Regions from separate parts of the Rattus norvegicus genome. Here region 1 is linked to region 2. Evidence: chromatin contacts called from public Hi-C data. All regions are on one chromosome and are shown on one strand. Each heading gives the region's core, a stretch centred on a gene start, on an enhancer-like site or on the middle of the called end of the contact. The rest is flanking DNA. Distances are from core to core; before and after follow the strand shown. Region 1 holds the start of Adam23 (ADAM metallopeptidase domain 23). Region 2 holds the start of Ndufs1 (NADH:ubiquinone oxidoreductase core subunit S1).

Region 1 (6,765 bases), core at 3,657-6,156, 280 kb before region 2:
GAAAAGAAAAGAAGAGGAAGAAGAAGAGGAGGAGGAGGAAGAGGTGGAAGAGGAGGAAGAAGAGGAGGAAGGAGGAGGAGGAAGAAGAAGAGGAGGAGGAAGAGGAGGAGGAGGAAGGAGGAGGAAGAAGAGGAGGAAGAGGAGGAAGAAGAGAAGAAGAAGAAGAAGAAGAAGAAGAAGAAGAAGAAGAAGAAGAAGAAGAAGAAGAAGAAGAAGAGGAGGAGGAGGAAGAAGAGGAAGAAGAAGAAGAAGAAGAACTAACCTGCAAAATCCCTAAGCACCCCTTGATAAAGAAAGGCTAAAGCCTTCAAAACCAACACCATATACAGAGGTGCACCACACATCCAGCTTTCGAACTCCCCCTTTATGAAAAAGTTAATAAGCATTTTAACTTTCATGACTGTTAAGTATGAAGGATGCATCCACGCACAACATTATAAAACTTCTTCAGACAAAAATGTGGAGCGTGGCCTTGCAACCTAGATTTGGAAATGTCCCATTCCAAATCTGCCCCCAATCACAGAGATCCGTGAGCGAACCACAGTGAGTCAGCATTTCTAAGGCCCTCATTAAAATGTGCTTCCATGCAGCAGAATCAGAAAGCTCCAAGTACATAGATATTAAAATTGAAAGGTCTTTTTTTTTCTTTAAAAAAAAAAAAAAGGAAGCAAGGATGGGGGAATTCTGTGCTTTCTCATTGTAACTTCTGTAAAGCAGCTGAGCTGGCAAGTCTCTCCTCACTGCCAATAAGCAAGTCATCCTAAGGTCCAGTGGAAAACACGAAGCACATCCTACTGACCAGTCCACAGAAGCTTAAAAACACAGGGGAAAGGGAACTCAGAGACCACAAAAGGAAAAGTCAGGGCGCCACCAAATCAGATAGGTACTATTAAAGTCGACCCAGGCTCGCCTCAGGCTGTCTCCTGGAGAATAAATATGACTTTTTCATCTTTATGACCCCTGTCATCTCTTATCTGTGAACCTTTACCATACAGCTTTGCATATGAGAAATATACAATAGACATTTATTGAATTAAGTTAATGAGAGAAGAAAAAGACTTTCAAATATCATTTCTTTCTAAACATTCTTTTCAAAAGTAGAAAAGAAGTCAGGCTACCAGTGTGGGGAGAGTCAAAAAACTTAAGTCACTCCAACAGCAAGCCAATGCTCCACAGGAGAAATCCACTCATGTACATAAGTGACAGTTAAAAGGTCAACAGACCTTATTATCATAAATTCAGACATATGCAGTGAATCACACCTACAAAGCAGCCATCTAAGGCTAGACCATAGGACAAGCATTAGTCATAACATCCAACGCCTAAGTTAAAAAGAAGTTTCACTGAAATCTCTTCAGATCTCAGCTGTGAAGGGCTTATACCTTCTTTAAAGAAGGCTTTGAGACAGCTTTGGGCTTCTTCCAGCATCCTGAACAAAGGCCCTGGAGTTTAAGAACTATAAACAAGAAACGAAACCCATCCCTGACTTAGCACAGGGATCACTCATGAGGGAAGCTAGCTAGTCCTCACTGCATGTTATTAAGGGGGCTTTGGGCATCTCTCCCTAAAGACAGCATCCACTCCTTCTATCCTTAAGACATTAAGTATTAGTTATGCCACTGAGTTACAGAAAACATTCTGAAAGGCCTACTAGAGAAGAAGCTCATAGTCTCAGCCATGGTGGGCAACACCCCCTACAAAATCAAACACGAAGAAGGCTACCGAGGTTAACGGAGTTATTCAATATAAAGGATGCTTCTTCTCAGAGACTTCACTCATTTTAAAAATAGTAACAATTAACTGTTCAAACCTAATAGCCATTTTAAACCTTGAGAGGGGTCCCGCAAAGGCCTTATATACCTTTCTCCCCGTTTATGAAATGGGAAGAGTATGACAGGCCTTACCTCTGCTTCGGAAAACCAATCACACGCTGATGCAAACCACAGAAGCACTGTTAACTTCTGCATGTTTAACCAGCTCCTGCTCTTGCTAACTGAACAGGGACAGTTCAGAAAGAAATGTGTAACCATATCATAGAGTCAGACATGTGCTGTGAAATCACGCCCACCAACAGAACAGCCTTGTTCTGGGCCTAACAAGAGGGCAAAGATTCCAACTACCTCACTGTGTAGACTTGCTTTGGATCCAAAATATCGTTGGTTCAAATAAGCCCCAGTAGCGGGGATTCTTTAAACTCTTGGGACATTAGATACTTTTGTCCTTGTTTGAGTATCTTTCTCAAGCTCCAGGCCACTCTCACAACCAACCTAAAAGTAAAGCAAATGTTCACCATCGATGCAAAGTGTCCTCAAGGATGATGTCAATCAAAACTGGTCAATATCTTACATAAGTCATAGTTTTCTGGTCCTCGTGGTCTCTTGAAATCCCAAATTGTTTGCTGAAAACACGTCATAGTATTGTTTACCCCACCAATGCCCAGTTAGAGAAATAAGGTAAACTCAAACGCAAGTTCTGCGTAGAAAGCCTGATGGGAAAAGTACAGCCACACTGCCTCTCAGAGAGGCCTTGTGTGTGCAGACTGCCAGGAGTTTTTATTTCCTGGGAAGTAGATTCCTGCACTTTTACATAAAGGCTCTCAGAAAACAAGTCAGAACTGCAAACAAGTTCACTGGATTGCTTAGTGCCAAGGTACCTGAGAGACACAGGGAGCCAGTTTGTCACAGGACATCTGAAAATGCTCAGTTTCCATTTTAGTCAAAGACACAAACAGTAAACCCCGTCCCGGTCGATCCCGAGTTAATCCCCTCTAGTTTATCTTCTACTATCATATTAATTGCTTACTTAATAAAATGCTGCACTAAAATTTGTGAAATCAGATCCTGGCAGAAAGTCAAATGGGAAGAGAACTCTTCCTGGCAGTGAGTTGGGCATACGCAGCCTCCTGCCTACCTTATTGTGTTTCTGTTGGTGTCTGGCCTTTGTGTCAAGAACATGATAAGGGCTTTCTGAGTCCTGGTTGATGTAATACACCAGTCTTGAGGGCAGTGTGATTTCTTTCTGCACTGCACTGCTGTAGCTGGTATTTCTGCTGCCATTCTGTTGCAATGTGCTGTCTTCATCTGCCACAACTCCCGGGCTGTTTTCTGCAGTTTCATTCCAATGCAGAGCTGGGGGGGGGGAGCACAAATATACACAAACACACACATATACATCCAGTAAATATACAAGCTCTAGAATGCATCCGTCCGTTGATTACATTAGCGAAGTTTTCTATTGCTAAGAAGTTAGGAAGTGGAGACACCAAAAGAGAAGTTACTGTAACAGTGGTTTGGCCTGGATAGGCTGGTAACCAGGGAAGCTTATACAATCACATACTGTACTCGTGTGTACCTTTTACATCCCCTCTTAGATCTGAACGTCTGGACTGTGAGGGGGCAGAGGGCAGAATGGGCTTAAAGAAGAGTCAGCAAGTAACAAGCTCAAGGGTCGTGACCCTCCTCCCCTCCCCCTTCAGAGGATGCAGCAGCTCAACTGTACACATCTTAACATCACTCCATCTGAAAGCTAAGAACACTCTTAACTTGGGTGCTGAATTCATAGACACTGAATGTAAAGTGATTCTTTCAAATATATGTGTATGGATGCGTGCATATGTGCGTGTGTATGTGTGTATACATAATATATACATATGCATATGTATATATATGTATATATATATGAATGAGTGATTCCTCTTTCTTTCTAACTTTGAGTTGTACAAAAAAAAAAACTGTTTTGCCATAAAGGGATATAGATGCTGGCAACTTTCCAGTTTCTTTCTCTTTACTGCCAAGGCCAGCTTTCTGCTTTCAGTGACTTCCAATCACCAGTGTGCTCAACATTGTATTATTCTGATTGCTCATTATGACAAGCATTTTGGGAAAACACAGCCAAAGGTCATGCGCAAAGAGTGTCTTGGAGACTTCCATTCTCTGGTCCCCAAAGTATGCCTCTCTCACCTTAATTCCAAGAGCAGGGTCTAAACCTGGGTGGGGAATTTGAGGGATCAAGCATTTGCCACTATTATTGCACTCCCCCCACCCCTCCGCATTCATATGAAGGTTCCCCAAGGCAAGAAGCAACTTGCTAGCTCACTGCATCTTCCTGTCACTGGAAGTTACATAGAGAGCGCTAAAGGACTCAGGAGCCACCAAATACCTCAGGGTGGAACCCACAGTCACTAGAATGGGTCTTTAGTGAATGCAACAGAAACAGACTTCCAAAAGTGAACTAGCATGAACCTGGGCTTGGGACGGACAAGGGTGGAGAGGTCGACAGGGAGGCGCTCGAAGGCCAGGCTGGGGACCCACACGTCCGGGGTACACGCACCTGCGTGCCCTTCTCCTCCCCAGGGCCCCGCGGGGAAGGCAACGCAAAGGGCACCGGCCATACCCACCGCTGAGCGCAGCGGCCCCCCGGGCACGGGGCCGGGACGAGGCGGCGAGCGCAGGCAGCAGGAGAAGGACGAGGAGCAGGCGGCAGGGCGGCGCGCGGGCCGGCACCGGGCCGGCGGGGCAGCGGCCGGGGCCGCGGGAGGCGCCGGGCAGGCTGCAGCCCGTCAGGGGCGGCCGCCGGGAGCTGCTGCCGGGCGGCTTCATGGCTCATCGCTCCCGGGCGCCGGTCCGAGTGACCCGCGAGAGCGCCGGGCTGGGCTGCGGGGCGGCTGCGGGCGGAGCCGGTCACGCCGGCTGGGCGCGCATGCTGCGGCCGCGGGCAGGGGTCAGGGGTTGGGGTCTCGGGGACGGCGGCGCGCCCTCCTCGACTCTTTCCGCCTTTCGGGGAGCGGCCCGCAGAGGGGGTCCCCGCCGCTCCGCCAACTTGGAGCCTCCCCCAGCGGCTGCACCCTCCCAGTAGCGGGCGCGGCCGCACCAGTGACTGCGGGGGTTGCTGCCGGGCCTGAGGATGCTGAGGAGGCGCGCGCGGGAGCGAGCGGCGCGGGGACGCGCGGCGCGGGCGCGAAAGTCGGGGACGCGCAGCGCGGTACTGCACCCCACCCTCCGGAAGCGCGCCCGAACGGGGTTTCGGGTGCGGATGCTGATGCTCTTGCAGATGCTGATGCTGTAGCCTGCATGGGCCGCGCTGCGCATGCTCGAGTGAGGGAGCCCCGGGGAGGTGTGGGGAGAGGGGGGTGCAGAGTGATGCAGCATCCCAGGCAGCATCAAAAGAGATGGTGGCACCTCCAAAGATGGGGGTAAGAGAGAAAGAAGTTTGCAGTCAGGGATGACCCTGAAGAGAAAAGTGCAGGGGTTTTCAGGCCTGATCTGGCAACAACTTGCCAAGAAAAGCGGCCCATCCTCAACACCCTCTCCTATACCAAACCTTTCTAGCGCAGGGAAAACTGAGACTATGCATTTTCCTTCTCAAATCTTTATTTATTTCCTTCCTTCAAATAAATATGAAGGGCTGCAGCCAGAGAGGTAAAAATAGCTGTGTTCCTCATAGCAGCGAGTGGGATGACAGTGGGAAGCACTGTGGTGCATCCGCAGGCTGGCGTCTGTGGGCAGCGAGCCACTGGGATCCCCTTGCAGGGTCGTGGGTCCTCCTTCCTTGTGCCCATAGGGCTTTGAAGAAAGCTAAAATCAGAAAGTGTGACGGACCATATTCTGGAATAGAAGAAATACAGAGATTAGAAAGCAACCGTGGCAGCTATCTTGGGAAATCTATCGTTTGTCAACCAGCCTTGGGGGTGGGCAGGCATTTCTGAGAACACACTTCTATTTTTGAGATCCAGTCGTATCTTGTGCAGAGAAAGGGGGTATTTTCGTTCAGTGCTGTCAGTTCCCTGGTTTGGGTGGGTTAGCAGCCGCTGCTAATTCTGGTTGGTTCCAAATTAAGATTTGAGGCCCATTTTCACCACCTGGACTCTGGTGACACCAACATAACTTATTCGCTCTCCCAAGGATAGTCTGAGTAATAACAATAGTGTCTTACTCCATTATTGATATTTAAAATAGAGCTAAGGATTATCTACTTGGAGAAGGCCAGGGAGGGCTCAAGAAGTGAACCCACCCTCAACGCCCATACCACCTATACTTACATCACCATCCCTGTCAAGGCTGTTAGCCACCTTCTCTACCTGAGCTTCACCAAAAAAACTTCTAGAGACAGACAAAGATGACAGGCCTGCACACAGACCTCAGACAGCAGAGCTGTTGCAGTATCAGATATTGATTTTAACTTCTTTCCAAATTTCAGCAGGAGTATTTATTGGGCCCATGGATTTAATTAGTTTAGTGTTAACACTCACATACACACACACACACACACACACACACACACACACACACACCATATGAGGGCAACAACGGTTTTCATCCACATTGTAGCCCTAGGTCCTAATATGATATCTAAGGCCCAGGGAAACCTCTTGGATAATACATGGTCAATGAGTAAGCCAGGAGATTGTCTCAAGTTATATATGATACAATATATATGCTGAAAACAGGCTTGGGAGACCAGAAGCCAGAAAGAAGATTGACAAGGGCTTCCAAGGGAGAAGGCAGTGAGAGAAGGGGCTGTCCCGGCACAGATTATTTCAAAGGTATCTCTTGTAATCTCGTTATTGTCTCTCACTGCTCTCTAAACAAACCTAAGAGCTGAGAGGCTGACTGATCTCCAGCAGCTATAACCCACCACCCTGTGTTTGGGTGCAGCATGAGATTTCTTTTGGTTTCCAGTGAGGAGTGAGGATGCTGTTCAAGAGAGGCTGCTGACTTATGCCACATAGTAAAGAAAAATAGACTATCTATATACAGAAATGTAATG
Region 2 (7,055 bases), core at 569-3,068:
TCATCATCGTCTTTAGCATCTGCTGCTCCACTTCCTGTGGTATCTGCCACACTGACAGGGCCATACTTGCCCAAAGATTTCTTCACTCCCGGCAAGCTTGAAAAACAAGCATTCTACAACATTAGGTTGGTGTCAAAGCTCTTTCTGGGCAAAACACACAATCTTCCTTTCCAGTAACTCACAATCTCTTCTGGTTACTTAACCTTAGCACAACCCCAGGTAAATGACCTGACTTTAAAGGAGACATAGTATTCAGTACTCAATGGTTTACTCTTCCAAAATGAACATCTGAATGAGATTCATTATATATCCCCACTTCCATTCTTTAGTTTTAGAAGAATGGCCAGGAATTAAATCAGCTACCCTCACAACCCAGTGGTGCCCCTCCCCCAGGTCAAAACACATTAATGAGGTGTGGGAAAATTGTAAACTGCAGCTGTCCATGTTCTACCTGTTCTGTGAGAAAATGGAGAACTTCAGTCTGTTGGCCTTAATTTAAGGTCACAAAGAAATTTGGTTTACACTAGGTCAACAATGCTAAAGCAACTTTAACCCCGGTCCTACTTTGCCATGCGAAAATCCAGGTAGCACAATGATACTTTTACCTGGCCTTTTCTTTTTCGTAAGATTTGATATGATTATACCAACGCAGAGCATGACACAGGTCAGCGGGTGGTGGACCAGAGATTGCTTCAAATACTGCCACATCGGCTTGTGATGGCACGTACCTGCAGGTAACACAAAAACAAGTACACGCACCTTTAAAAGAAAAGACACAAACACCTAACTGGTAAATGACACAGCCCATACCCGCCAAACTAACTACTAGTGGGAACTATTACAGGGCTAACCTAAATTGCTTCTAATCGGAAGTGCACAAAATATGTTTCAATCTGTACAAGCCAAGAATTCTCTACCACTTGGGAGAACTCAAAGGCTACCTCGGGCTTGCCACAGGTTTAAATTAACTAGTCAGAGGACGCGGAAGAACCGGCTGAACGTAGTTACACGGAGAGCAAGCATTATTTCAATTATTGCGCTGGCAGCCCCTCCAGGGAGGTCCTGCTCCAGTGGCATCCGAGACTCGGGAGACCTAACTCGGCTTCCCCTAGTTTCCGGCGACCCGCTTCCCTCCCGCCGAGCCCGCGCCACGTGGCCCCCGGGGCTCCCGGCTCACCCCTCAATGTAGCTCTTGTCCGCCAGGTAATCGTTGAGCACCTGGAGGCCGGCGGGGGTTTTCAGGTCTCCGAAACCCATGGCGTCGACTGTAACCGGGAGCGGAGGAAAAGAGCGCTAGAAGCCCGCGGCCAGCGCTGAGGGAGAAAAAGGGCCGGGACCGGCCGGAAAAGTCCTTATATAGAGACGGAGGCGTTTCCCTCCACTGCACCGGCTAGAGGTTAAAGGTCAAAGTACGTTACTAGTCTCGTTCCTTCACGTAAAACTGCGTCTTGTGAATTAGACGACCCACAGGTCGTCCGCGGGCTTTTCCTTGTGTTTGGAAGGAAATTAATAAAAGATGCATTTTAAAACGCCTACCTCCAAGGATTCTAAAACTAAAGGAAACGCCCCTTGAGGAGCCGGAGTTGAACGAAAGCATTCGGCCTCAAGGCCTCGGCTACTTCCGGCGGAACTGCAGGTCCAAGTTGTCTTCTCCGCTTTCTCCCGGCTCCCTCTCGTGCTGACGGAAATTGCCGAACAGGTCCAAAGAGGGGAGATTGTCGAATCTGGCTTTGTTGTCCCTCCTGGCTTTCCGTCCGCCAGGTCAGGCTGACGGAGTTAGCCGTGGCCGCCATATTGACTTAGCGGCTGGGTTTTGAGGGGTCAGGGGGATCCGGACAAATCAGCGGGACAACTTGGTGAGCTCTAGAGGAAAGGTGAGGACGCGTTTAAGAGAGAAAGTTGAAGTGCTTCGAGTGGTGTTTTCTTTCTTAGCAGGACTGTGTTCTTTAGGTCAAACAAGTCATTCTCCTCTTGTCCTTGACTGGGCACCACCTCCTGCCCCGCCACCTCCAGAACCCCGGAGAACCGGCAGGTGAAGGTTACTAGCCATAGTTTCTGGTCTGATGGAGCATAAGCAAGATGATCAGGAAACCTTTGGGAGTTCCGGCTTGCTAGCTACTTTCTCTCTGCAGGGGAAGACAGGAGATGGCCCTGTCTGGAGGAGACCGGGTCATTTCCCAGTGTCAGGAAAGACTTAAACATTAGGCGTCTCTTTAGTTGCTATCTTGAAACTGCCCACACTACTGTTTATTTTGTCCAGTTCATTGATGATGTTGGGTAGTATTTTATTCATTCCACTGACGGGGAGAATGACAAAAACTAAAAGCTCAGTCGGAGTTGGAGAGATAGCCAAGTGGTTAAGAGTGCCTTGTAGAGTAGATCCGAGTTCGGTTCCCACTGTCTCCGTCAGAAGGGGGACAACTGCCTTGTTACAGGGAATTTGCCACTCTTTTGGACTGTGAGCACCGGCACTTATAAATGCACATAACCACACAGAGACAAGCACATGCACACATAAATTAAAAGTGAATCTTAAAAAGTTAGCTCTGAGTCCCACTGCAAATCAGGAAGCTGCAGTGTTCTCAAGATTCATGTCTTAAGATGAAACAAAAATTTCTGGGAATCTCCTCCCCAGCCCCCACTGAGTTTTGCATCTTTGAATCTATTATTCTAAGCCAGAACATCAACGCCCTTTATTTTTATTAGTTACAGCCAAGATAGTAGAGATATGCCAGGGTGTGGTGGTGCTTATCTGTAATCCTAGACGGGGGAGGCTGGGACAGGATTGAATGGAGGAGTTTGTGCATGCTTAGGTAAGGACTCTACTGTTCCTATTTGATAGATACCATGTCTGAAATGCATATTCTGAAATGCATGCTGGTGAGATAGCTTAGTTGGTAACGATGCTTGCTAAGCCTGGCATCCATGAGTTAGGTCTCCAGGACCCACATTGATGGAAAGAGAGAACTGACTTTCAAAAGTTGCCTTTGACTTCCTCATGCGCCTGCCCCACCCCCTTGTGTGTATATGGTAACCTTCATCCAGTAAGTAAATGAATGTCAACAACAACAATAAAACATATACGAAGCTGAACATGGTGGTACATGTTGCTAATTCTGCCCCTTGCTTGGGAAGTGGAAGCCTGAAGTTTAGGAGTCCAAGTTGATCCTTGACTTCATAGCAAGTTTGAGGCCAGTCTGAGGTACATGAGATATATCTAAAAAAAAAAAAAAACAAAACCCACCAAAGTAAAAAAACCACAGCAAAACAACCTGTACAGTGCATAAGCCAGGTTATCCTCAGACTCTTTATGCAGTGCAGGCTGTTTTTGTGGGATGAGGTCCCATGTATATAGCTCAGACTGGCCTCAGACTCCTGATTCTCATGCTTTAGGCTCCCCAGTGCTGCAACCACAGGCATAGACTGCTGTGCGTAGCCTCATCAGTACCATTTAAAACAGAGATAGATAACTGCTCATTCTGGAATTTGGTGGCAAAACTACTTGGGGACTTGCTAGTCTTCAGAAAAGAGAAATAGCCAAATTTTTTGTCAAGGAACTTACAGTCCAGTAGCTAACAATATTGATGATTCACCTTCAGTTTAGTACTGTGGGTTTGTTTGTTGTTTGTACTACGGATATAGTCCAGTGCAGCCTAAAGGAAGTGGTCCTGCATTAAAGCTACCTGCTCTGTCCAACTCTAGTAAGTAGAATAATAAAATATATACATGGTGTGTTTTTAATAAGAAAAAGGGCCACAAACAAAGATCGCTGTACAACTGATTGTTAATAGCCATTACTGATTGCCTTGCTGTTTTTACTGCAATTTTTTTCTTTGTTTTTATTATTGACCTAGTAATAATACCCTAAGAAACAGTGTAGATTTGCTCTATAGGTAAAGAACCAATACCTAGTAGATAACAGACTCGGTATCTGCAAATTCAGTTTGTAAACTGTAGATTTCCATTTTTAAAGAATTAATTAAATAAATTAAATTATAAGCTAATGAAATATTTAATTATATATCATCTATAATAACTACAGACTTTAATGTTTAGGATTCTGTTTTATCTGAAGTGGTAGTACATGCTTTTAATTTCAGCACTTAAGAGGCAGAGGCCTGTAGGTGAATCTCTGTGTGTTTCAGGCCAGCCTGGTCTCTACACAGCTAAAAGCCAGTTGTAGTAGCACATGCCAGCGTATGTTCAAGAAGTATAGACAGGAGGATCATGAATTCAAGACCTGCCTAGGCTATACCTTTGGGACTGGAAAGATGACTGGGTGGTTAAGACTGTTCTTTTAGATCTGATTCCCTAAAATTACAGGGCAGCTCAGCAGCTGTCTGTATCTCCAATTCCAAGGGATCTGATAACCTCTCCTGGCCTCCTTGAGGTGAATAGACATACATGCAGACAAAACACATAACAAACACTTTTTTTAATTATTAAAAAGGAAAAAAATCTGTTTTTTGAACTATTTTCTATTAGTACTGCTACTGCTGTTGAGAAACATTTTTACTGTTTTTTTAATGTTGATATACTCATCACTTTTTTTTTTTACTATCTTTAAAAGGTAAAAACAAACAGAAAAACAACATATCTGTAATCCCAGAAATTTGTAGAAAAGGATTTTAGAGACTGTGCTGCATAGTTTTATGTCTATTTGACACAAGCTAACATCATCTGAGAGGAGGGAACCTCAATTAAGAAACTGCTTCCTTCTAGCCCTCACTTCCTTCAGTGATGGATGACAATGCTAACCTCTGAGTTATCTCTCTGGCCTTTCATTTAAATTATTTTTTAGTCTTGGTTATTGAACCTAGAGCTGTCTCACACTTGGTACCACTGAGCCACATTTCCATCCTTCACTTTACTTTCGATTTAAAAAAAAACTTTAAAATAATTTATTCTCTCTCTCTCCCTCTCTCTCCCTCTCTCTCCCTCTCTTCTCTCTCTCTCTCTCTCTCTCTCTCTCTCTCTCTCTCTCTCTCTCGCACACACACATACTCTCCCCCCCCCCTCTCTCTTTACTTTTGGAGACAGGGTTTTTGTAGCCCTGGCTGCTAGAACTCACTCTGTAGACCAGGCTGGCCTTGAACTCAGAGCTCCGCCACCCTCTGCATCCCAGGCACTGTGATTAAAGGTGTGCACCACCATGCCCAGCTTATTCTCTTTTCGTATATGAGTGCTTTGCCTGCTTGTATGTGTGTGCTCTGTGTGTGTTGGCACTTGCAGAGGACATCAGTAACAATTGTGGATGGTTGTGAGCCTTTGTTTGGGCCCTGGGAGCAGAAACCAGGTTTTCTGCAAGAGCAACATGTGCTCTTAAACTGCTGAGCCTCTCCAGTTAACCTTTTTATTTTTGAGTCAGGGTCTCACTAGATTATCCAGGTTAGTATTGAACTCACTCAAGGTCTAGGCAGTCTGGGAACATGGGATCCTGCTGCTTTAGTGTCCCAAGTAACTGAGATTAGGCCTCTAAAACACCCAAAGCAATGTAGAAGCATTGTTTTAAAACCTATTTTTATTAGCTTTTGGGAATTGGTACTGAAAGGAGGAAAATGCCAAGAGTTCATAGTGCGTTTAAGATAAAAGCATAACACAAGCAGATTGTAGAACTGTGAGAGAACAAAGATGCATCAAAGGCTTTTGACTTCTGAGCTACCTCGGAATATCTTAGGGTCATATATAAAATATATATCATGATATATATCATGAGAGAGTGCATACTGGACCTAGTCGTGGTAGCACCCAGGAAGCAGAAGCAGATTAATAATGAGATCTGTCTCAACAAAACAAAATCCCCAACGTACTGGTGGGAGATGAAGGCAGAAAGGTATTTTATGTATTTTAGATAGCTGTTAATGACAAAGAGTTATTCTTGCAACTTATTTTACTTTATTCTTAATTCTTTTTCTTGTATCTCTGCCTGACTTCAAACTTGCTGTAGCAGAAGATGTCCTTATACTTCTGATTCTGCCTCAACCTCCCAAATTCAGCGATTGCACACATATAATCTGGATTATGCTGTTCTGATATTAGAACCTAGAACTTCCTCAGTGCTAGGCAAACACTCTTATACCAACTGAGCTGTATTCCAAGCTCTTACCACTTTGTTCTGATTATATCAAAACCGCCCTTTACTTTGTATTACAGAGCCCAAGTTTAGTGCTGGAGATGTAGCTCAGCTGTACCTTACCTATCTATGCAAGGACCCAAAGTCTGCTATCTGCTAACTACTTCTCAGTTGTCTGATATTGATACTGTATTGCTAGTGTTTCTGGGACTGCATATTATATGTACAACTTGAGGGAAAACATTGAATCCGAATATTCTCCTAGAATAATGTATGTGAAACCATAAAATAGTACCAGGAATTTTATAAGTAGGTGGGTCTTTTTCTTCTACAAAATTAATCTTTGTTTTATTGCTTTTAGCCATCATGTTAAGGATACCTGTAAAAAGGGCCTTGATAGGCCTTTCTAAGTCTCCTAAAGGATATGGTAAGTTTTTGTTGTATATTCATGAAATTTTTTTAGAGATTTATTTATGTATATTAAAGTATACTGTAGCTGTCTTCAGACACACCAGAAGAGGGCATCAGATTCCATTACAGATTGTAATCCACCACGTGGTTGTTGGGAGTTGAACCCAGGACCTCTGGAAGAGCAGTCAGTGCTCTTAACTGCTGAGCCATCTCTCGAGTCCCATGAGTATTTTTGATTATCTTTATAAATGCAAAAACCAAACCTAACAACCATGTGTTTGATAGAGTTGAGTTAAAAAAGCTTTTATGCTTATTTAGTGCTTGAAAAGTTTGTGTCTTAGCCAAGCCTTTAATCCCAGCACTCAGAATGCAGAGACAGGTGGGTTTCTGAGTTCAAGGCCAGCCTGGTCTGGCTGGGTCTTTCCAGGACAGCCAGGGCTACAGAGAGAAACCCTGACTGGAAGAAACAAACAAAAATGAAAAACAAAATTTGCATCTGGAAAGAGAAGACTAGTAAAAAATGATAATTTTTTATATTTAGCTAATTCATTAAGCTCTTTGAATTCAACTC

The links. A called contact is a pair of places that touch in the nucleus more often than the background predicts.
Region 1: a Hi-C map of frontal cortex shows a contact between it and region 2, with 1.8 times the contacts expected there. The contact joins the promoter of Adam23 here to the promoter of Ndufs1 in region 2. A contact is called at or near these places in 2 of 12 Hi-C or Micro-C datasets (Schwann cells and frontal cortex).

The regions. Positions count from the first base shown.
Region 1 is chr9:72,354,620-72,361,384 of GRCr8, reverse strand. Adam23 (ADAM metallopeptidase domain 23) reads right to left here and starts at 4,906. Exons shown (of 26, transcript NM_001393708.1): 1 at 4,397-4,906; 2 at 2,911-3,128. The coding sequence starts at 4,598.
Region 2 is chr9:72,068,368-72,075,422 of GRCr8, reverse strand. It overlaps Ndufs1 (NADH:ubiquinone oxidoreductase core subunit S1), which reads left to right and starts at 1,818. Exons shown (of 19, transcript NM_001005550.1): 1 at 1,818-1,874; 2 at 6,435-6,500. The coding sequence starts at 6,440. It overlaps Eef1b2 (eukaryotic translation elongation factor 1 beta 2), which reads right to left and starts at 1,332. Exons shown (of 6, transcript NM_001108799.3): 1 at 1,178-1,332; 2 at 606-728; 3 at 1-96. The coding sequence starts at 1,257.